3 separate regions of the Hordeum vulgare genome follow, and regions 2 and 3 are each linked to region 1. Evidence: chromatin contacts called from public Hi-C data. All regions are on one chromosome and are shown on one strand. The core of a region is the stretch at or near the end of the contact, and the rest is flanking DNA. Distances in the headings are between cores, read along the strand shown.

Region 1 (2,700 bases), core at 148-2,647:
CGCCGCACCGCCGCCGCGTACTCCTCCAGAAGATCCCTGACAAAAAAAAATGGACCATGCACCAAGATATCACTCACTCCAGTACATGTTTTTCGGCGAGCGACGCCGATTGATGATGTCAAAAGAGATGGAATGCGGATAGAGATGGGGGCGCGGCGGTGTGGAGTGTAAACGGCAGCACGTCACCGGAGCGGCAGAAAAGGCAGCGTGCGTGCGTACATAGTTGGACGGGCGGCGCGTCGACACGGGTGCACGGCGACGCCGACACGTATGAACGGGGCAGCACGGCAAGTAGAGAGTGATCGAAAGGAACGGGCGGATCGTTACGTCGCCGCCGCACGTGAGTCAAACGTTAAAGATTCGCCGGCTCCGTACGTCGGCCGCGATAAATAGTGAAGCTCCACGCGGCCACGAAAGGCCAATCTTATCCGCGGAAATTCTCCTTCTTGTATTTTCAAATTTGCTTTTCAGGAACTCTGAAACTATTGTTCGAAAATATACATAGAGAGAGCATCGTGTTAAGCTCATTGACGTTTCTTTGGAGACCTAGCTAAATTGACCGGTGTTGCTAGCTAAGATTCACCTTTGCTACACTTTAGGAGTTCAGTTCAGGTAGTGCTCTCCAACAACTGACAGTGATTGGACTGTTCGGGCTAGCATTCTGAGCTGAGCAGATCATGACTTCATGAGAGGGCGGGGGAAAAAAACGTGGCGTGGCATGTGTGCATGTGCATGTGTTTGTCAGCGGAGGGAGCGGGTGCCGGTGCAAACGCGGATGGCGAATGTAAACTGAAAATGTCCAGCGTGCATGGGTGGCGAACGAGCGAACGAACGGACGAACTCACCGTAAGGGGCAGGGGTGCTCGGACGACGACGCCACGGCGGCGCCCGCGCACGGCAATGTCCAGGACGCGAAGGAGGCGGCGGGCAGCGCGCCGGCGGGGGTGACGCCCAGCAGGAGGTACTCGATCCACCCGAGGTCGCCGGAGACGCCGATCCGCTTGCTGCCGTACCCGAGCGGCCGGCCGGCGGCGGCCTCCTTCTCGGCCTGCGGCAGCGCGAAGAACTCCGCCGCGGCCGCCTCCACGGCGCGCACGAGCTCCAGCGGCACCCCGTGGCCGGTCACCTTGAAGAAGCCCTGCTCCTCGCACGCGGACACCAGCGCGCGCGCCGCGGCGTCGCGGCCGGGCCCCGGGGCGGCGGACAGGTCGATCGCCCGCACGTGGGCCAGCGGCGGCTGCGCCGCCGGCAGGGCTATCTGCTCCAGCTCGCCCTTGGCAAGGACCACCATCGTCGGCTTCTTCTTCCTTGGCCTCGAGGAAACAGAGGAGAAAGCAGGGCAACAAGGTTTGATGATCGAGTATGCAGTGCACGAGAGGTTTTACTTTTCGAGTAGCCGTGCTCTCCGTCCTCTATATATAGGCGCACCACACAGGGGTACAGCCTAACATTCAGCCGGTGACGCTGTATGCGATTGATCCAGGCCGTTGGATCGAGCACCAATGGCATGGATCGGTGCTTGGCACCACCGTTATGAGTTCTTCTGTACGTGTACAGAAAAAAAAAAAAGTACGTCTGTGCTGTACGTAGGCGGAATGTGTGTGATCTACGTCAGTGATGATGGCGGCTTACATAGCTCACATGTTACAGTTGTTTCGTTTTACGGTTCAGAATTCCTTGCCGGTGACACACAAAAAAAATCTTGAAAGTCCACCACAGTTACACTTCCAGAAAACGTAGCTCCGTCAGAGCCCTCAGAACGATGGCCGAAAGATCGGGGTCATTTTCAACCATGGTCATTTCTTTTGACAATCAAAGGCCTTTTGCCAATATTGCTTACAAGTTACCTCCATGTGGACGACGTACACGAGTCTTTTTGCCAATATTGGGGAAATGCTCTTGTATAGCCAGCAGTGCAAGATACTTATGAGTACACGGACCAATAATTTTCGTGAATTGCCGTGGCGTGGTGGTGCAATGTATCACTTCCTTTGAGGGTGAATACGTCCGGATCTTTCCTTGTTCGAAAACAGAAACGGATTGTATGAATCGGGGAGCTCGGCTGAGCTGTCCATGCCAAAAATCCTCGCCAGGTGCAAGAGATAGACGCACAGATAGATAATGCGTGCTGTATGCCTATATTTATCACTTGCAAAACCTAAGAATAATCTCACGTTCTAGGTGGGCCTTGACGTCTTTGATCACAAGTATTTCTGACAAGTGATTAGAGGATGATCATGCCAGTTGCCTTTGCTTTCTAAGCCGACCAACCTTTTAGTGCGAATGGCAAGGCGTCCACCAATAATTCCAATAGTTCCTGCACCAACTTTAATGTATCTCCTATTTCGTCGAATTGGTTGTTGCCGTTTGCTAATCCCTACCCAAGATTGGGATCTGTACAGGTTAATCCAATAGTTCTTTTAAATCCTACAGTCCATATTTTGAGACTGTCAGTGGAGCTTCACTCCGTAAACTAATACTCTCTCCGTTTGAAAATACTTGTCATATAAATGAACGTATCTCGATGTATTTTAGTTCTAGATACATTCAATTTTATTCATTTTTACGACAAATAATCTTGGACGGAGTGAGTATAAAAATGTGAAAAATGTGATCAAAGACATACACTTATCATTGGCCCGATAAAATCTCCTTTATATGCCGTATAAAAATAGTTGACAAAAAATTCTCCTTTTATAT
Region 2 (2,700 bases), core at 157-2,656, 390 kb before region 1:
TAGATAGTGTAGCATGAGACCATGAGATATGAGCAGTACACTAGAATCAGATGAAATCAAACAGTGCAACATGATTCCCATGTAATGATTTTTTTACCTCATATCCACATTTACAAGGTTTCAGCTGTTTATCTGTCAAATCCATGGTCTCCATGCAAAGTGGGCATTTGTCTTTAGCTTGGGTACTCATAGTAGCTCAAGCCAGTACTTACTTAGGCAATAGGAGAACTGAAATAGGGAAAATAACTCCATTATCAATTAAACTAAGAATATCCAAAAATATTGTAATATGCACCAGAAGTGAATCAAGCTACATAATCATCATGCATCTTGAAACCAAGCATGCACCGCATGTGTTGGCAATGAGAATTCAACCAAGAGTCTGCAAATTACTTCACATTCCCTCTACGGCTCAACAGATTTCCTGACTGCCGCATTACGGAGAAGCCTCCTGACAATCACATCAACAAGCTAATCTAATCACAACAAATTGGGGGTCCAAATGCAAATCATACACTCCTCAAGGTGCATGCAGAGAAATCACACCTGAACCAGATTTCTAGAGTCTAATAGCCTCTTAACCACACACACAATGCAGGTTCGAAAATTAAAGGAGGGACCCATCTAATTATGAGATTAAGCAAAAGTCGCTATCATTCCGTACGAAAACCCTAGGGTCAAAGGGGATTGCACGGACTCATCATTGATCATACCCCTAAAACCCCAACACCAGAAGGCTAAAACTGCAGAAGGTTGAAGAAAAAATTCTGGGAGAAATCAAACTGCGGGTACAGCAAATCCATGTAGGATTAACTTGAAAGCAGGTAAACCGGCAGCAGTTTTTCGACCAGAGGCGAGCCCCGACAGTACCCCCAAATGGTCACGCAACCGCCCAAAAACCGCCGATGAAAACATGCCACATTTCGTCGCGATCGGAAACCCGCCGCCACCGCTACAATCCACCGCTCCTACCAGTCAACCTGAACAAAATCGCCGAAAAATCCCGCAACATTCGGACGAAAACCCTCCCCAAACCCAAAGCCCTAGGAAATTCCCCATCGGGCGCGCTTCGAAACACTAACCCCCGGCGCTCGGAAGCGACCAGACAGGCAGAAATACAGCCCGGAAACCCCGCGCCGAAAACCCCCGCATTGCGACTGGCCCCAAGCCCTAGCTGGACCTGGACGAACTGAAGCATCGAGCGGGGGGCGCGATCGGAGATGGGGAGCGGTTGGAGCACTCACGGCGGGGGTGATCGGAGACGCGGGGCCGCCTCGGTCGCAGGCCCTTCCCACCTGCGTCGTCTGCTGCTCTGTACCTTCTCCTCCTCCCTCTGCTCCCCTCTCTGCTGCGCCTGAAAGACGAAGAGCTTTGGCTTGTTTTTTTCTCTGTGGGAAAGGGGGTGGGGTGGGGTTGGGTTGGGGTGCGGGGCGCTACTCGGCAGGTCTGGAAGGGGACCGAGTCTTATTTTTTTCTCTCCCCCGTCCAGATAGCAGCAGAGTCCTTAATTAGTGAACGAACGTAGACCTACCCGCGGCGAAGGATACGCGCCGCGACGCGTCAGGCCGACACGTGGGGCCGCCCCATACGCAGGGGCCAGTCACCGTCGCTCGGACGGGCCTCGCCACGTCCAACGTGGCTGACGTGGCACGCCAGGGCTTTCTTGCTCCCTCAATCCCTGACCCTGACGCGGCCGTACCAACGCTTGGACGATGCCCATTCCCAGCACGCCATCGCCCCACATGGACGGGCCCACCTGTCAGCCTGCGAGCCCCGATTGGTACGCACGCGTGGCCGCACCCTCGCAGGGGTGGCTTTGTCGTCTTTCCGGGGGGCGCTCGTATATCCGCCGGGCGAGGAGCAACTTTCCGCACCGGCGCTTGGTCGTATACCACTCTGGAAAAGCCTGCGCGAGGATGTGTGTGGCCCACCCGTCGGGGAGGCGGCGGGGGAAAAGGGTAGGCCCAGGATTTCTGGGATCATTGGCCGCTTCATTGAAGGCTGTGGGATTCTTTCTTTTTTGTTTGTTTTGAGAATTGATGGCTGGGAGATCTGCGAAGCGTGGTGGGTGGGGAAAGTGACTATCGGGAAGACGAGTTCGTGGTGCGACCCGTGATAGTACCAAATACCCCCCCCCTTGGATGTGGGCCCGCTCGCTAGCTGGGACCGGGGGACTGGGTCCACGTGGGGGCCGGTCTGCAGGGGGGGGGGGGGGCAGAGAAACTGGAGTGCTTTGGTTGCAGGGAGCACGGGACCGCATGCGAGATTCACCGGGCTCTTCCAGCTGCATGCGCTTGTGGGATGTGGGATGAGCCACCTGTGGCTGCTCCTGTTCTTGTGTGGTTTGAATGTTTGATTGATTCTACAGCACTGCGTTTTCCGGTTCGAGTATGGGCGGAAGAGCAACTCCATGGTGCCGTTTGGATCGAAACGGACAAAAGCATCGGTCCAACGTGTCACTGAAAACGGACACTCGTTCGTTTTTTCTCCACTCGCGATTTATGTTAGGTCCATATTTAATTCGGATTTGCGTCGGCACAAAAACAGAATGAACGCGCGTTACATCATTTTGATCTTTTTAAAAAGTTCTATCGGATCTCACCCTTAAATGAAAAAAAAAAATCAGATTTTTTTTCTAACGTCATCCGTTGTGACGGTAGGCTAAAACAGACTATCGTCACTTTGTGTGACGATAGGGAG
Region 3 (2,700 bases), core at 156-2,655, 450 kb before region 1:
TCCAATAGAATCATACTATCCAACCTTAACTATTACAAGCAGCTGGACTGGAGAAGAATCATACTATTATTAAACAACAGACATCTAAATCAAAATTACGGAAAAGTCTAGTCTCAAGTTTCGATATCTAAAAATGAATGGCTCTACCAAACTGAAAAGAAATCCTCATTCCAAATTATGTTTTCTCTGGACTGAATTGCTAGATTCAGAGACTACCTAATTATAGGAAGGTGTACGAGTAGATTAGATGACAGTTACAGATATGATATGTTTAATATTTGGATTTTTACATCTATCTGAATTTTTAAGTAAAATGATACGCTTACTTGTTTAGATAGGAGAATAACTTTCTAGAATGAGATCCTGCCACTGTAGAATCGTGTAATCATCATCTACAAAATACAGAACACTAGCACAGCATAGCTTTACAACTCACATGAACTGAGATGTTTTACCCAAAACAAACCGAATCGATAGTACTCTAAAACCCAGAATATTAATCAAACACACCGACGATCTAAGCAGCATAGAAAACACATCTCACAGATAGATAGTGCACTAGTCGTGACTCTGAAGCGACACCTCACTATAACCAAGGGAACCTCGGAAAGAAGAACAGGGCAAGGCTTTCACTAAAGAAGGCCAACAACCACCCCACGCAAACCACCAACCCCCGGTAACGCCACCCAACACAAATGAGGGGAAAAGATAACGTATCCAATCCTAACGTATCAACTAACGCAAAAAGCTAATCAAATCCCATCACAACGGAAGACCACCCGCAACGATCCGAGCCTTCCAACCCAATTAAGTCCAGCCCCTGAATGATTGATGCCGGTAAAGAGGCTGGTGCGGAATTTTACCATGCGCTGCTGGTACCCAATGTACCCGGCGTCGGCGCCGATCCCCCCGTTGCGGCCTCCGATCGAGCCGTAGTAGAACACGGGCGCGTCCGCCGACAGCCCCTTCCTGGGCGTCGCGGCCGCGGAGGACGGGACGAACTCCTTGGCGGCCGGATTCAGCTTGGACAGCAGGTCCACCAGCTTCTGCACGTCCTTGTGGTACTCCGCCTCCTTGGCCGCGGCTGCCGCCGCCGCTGCCGCGGAAGCCGCCTGCGCGGCCGCGGGCGAGCCCTCCGCCACCGCTGCCATCCGCGCGGCCGCCTCGACAGTCGACGCACACGCCACACGCCGACGAGCAGCGGGCACCGGCCCTGATCAAATCGCGGGGCGGATTGGTTGGTGGGAATGGGATTCTACAGAGGCGGGTGCAGGCTCAGGACTGGAGTGCGGGAGGGGAGGAGGAGGGGGGAAGGTTCGCGTGCGATGCGATGCGATGTGCCGCGCTCGTGCTCTCGCTAATGGCGTCGATTAGTCGCGGGTGGGTTTTGCTTTTACGGGGTTTTTGGCCATTTGCGGTGTGGAAAATATATGCCCGGAACCGAGGCGAAAAGGACGGGCGCGACGAAGCGGGGCTGGTTTTCCGCGTGGACGTAGTCTATGCGCTGGTGTAATGCGGACGTCGCGTAATTACAGAGGTAAAAAAAAACTGGAGGGGAAATTACAGAGGTAATTAAGTAGTACTACTATTGTTTAATGTGATTAATTAGACGGTACATTTGGATTGTACAGTGAGTAAGAGGGTGCTTGGATCCAAGGGACTAAGGTCCTGTTTTTTTAAAAAGTCCTAGGACTTTTTTAGTCCTAACTAAAAAGTCCCTAGTCCCTACCCGTTTCTTTTCAGGGACTAAACAGAGACTAAAAGTCATTAAATGACATGCAAAAAGACCATGTTACCCCTAATAATGTGCTAGAAGTTATTAAATGACATGCTAAAAGTAGGGACATTGTTGGAAAATGTGTCAAAAAAGTCCCTCTCATAGGGACTTCTTCCTTTAGTCCCAAACACCCCCTTTTAGTCCCTAAAAGTTCCTCCTGTTTCTTTCACATGGGACTAAAAGGGAATTTTTTTAGTCCCTAGAGCAAAAAGTCCTTGTAAAGAAACACCACCTAAAACTAGTCTGACTAAAACTAGTCTCTTTAAGAGGCTAAAGTTTCAAGCACCCCTGACTAAATAGAGGCTAAAACAAGTCTTGAGGCTAAAATATTTTAGTCACGGGTACCCGTACTAAAATGTGCATTAGTCATCTCTCTCCTCATTGAACTCTTCAGCAAGTTCTCGATTGGAGGGTTTGAAGGATAATAAATGCTTATTAACTTGATTTTAGTCTCTTTAGTATTTGGATCCAAGCATGGGTGGGACTAGCAAGTTTCAGTCTCATTACTTTTAATCATGGGACTAAAACGTATCCAAGCACCCTCTAACTGATATCTCCACGGGTCTTCGCTTCTAAATATACTCGGTCTTCAATGTTGACAATTACTGTTACTTGCTGTGCACGTTTAACAGATATATATTTCACGAACAAAATACACTCTGTCTACATATTCACCAAAGATGCGTTCGGTTATTTGCATTGTATTTAGACACATCGCATACTTGTCTCAGTTAGCTTTGATTGAGCTAATGCAGGACATCTATATATTAATTGATTGTCTTCATCACTTTAGTTTGCATGTATCCAAAAGGAAGGTACTCCCTCCGTCTCGGTGTATAGGCCGTCTTAGATTGTGCACCGTGATCAAGATGTAGAGGAAAACAAAAAATTTAATGTGATTTTGCTAATTAATACCATTGCAT

Evidence for each region. Hi-C and Micro-C count contacts between places; a contact is called where the count stands out from the background.
Region 2: a Hi-C map of leaf shows a contact between it and region 1, with 5 times the contacts expected there. The contact joins the promoter of LOC123443167 here to the promoter of LOC123443166 in region 1. A contact is called at or near these places in 1 of 6 Hi-C or Micro-C datasets (leaf) and 1 of 1 datasets of contacts at active chromatin or transcription factors (embryo).
Region 3: a contact with region 1 is called in a Hi-C map of leaf, with 2.2 times the contacts expected there. The contact joins the promoter of LOC123443168 here to the promoter of LOC123443166 in region 1. A contact is called at or near these places in 2 of 6 Hi-C or Micro-C datasets (leaf and seedling).

The regions. Positions count from the first base shown.
Region 1 is chr3H:113,691,064-113,693,763 of MorexV3_pseudomolecules_assembly, reverse strand. LOC123443166 (gibberellin 2-beta-dioxygenase 3-like) reads right to left here and starts at 1,397. Exons shown (of 3, transcript XM_045119457.1): 1 at 846-1,397; 2 at 1-36. The coding sequence starts at 1,291.
Region 2 is chr3H:114,077,805-114,080,504 of MorexV3_pseudomolecules_assembly, reverse strand. LOC123443167 (flocculation protein FLO11-like) reads right to left here and starts at 1,406. Exons shown (of 11, transcript XM_045119458.1): 1 at 1,245-1,406; 2 at 98-228. The coding sequence starts at 190.
Region 3 is chr3H:114,143,475-114,146,174 of MorexV3_pseudomolecules_assembly, reverse strand. LOC123443168 (polyadenylate-binding protein-interacting protein 11-like) reads right to left here and starts at 1,405. Exons shown (of 10, transcript XM_045119460.1): 1 at 864-1,405. The coding sequence starts at 1,151.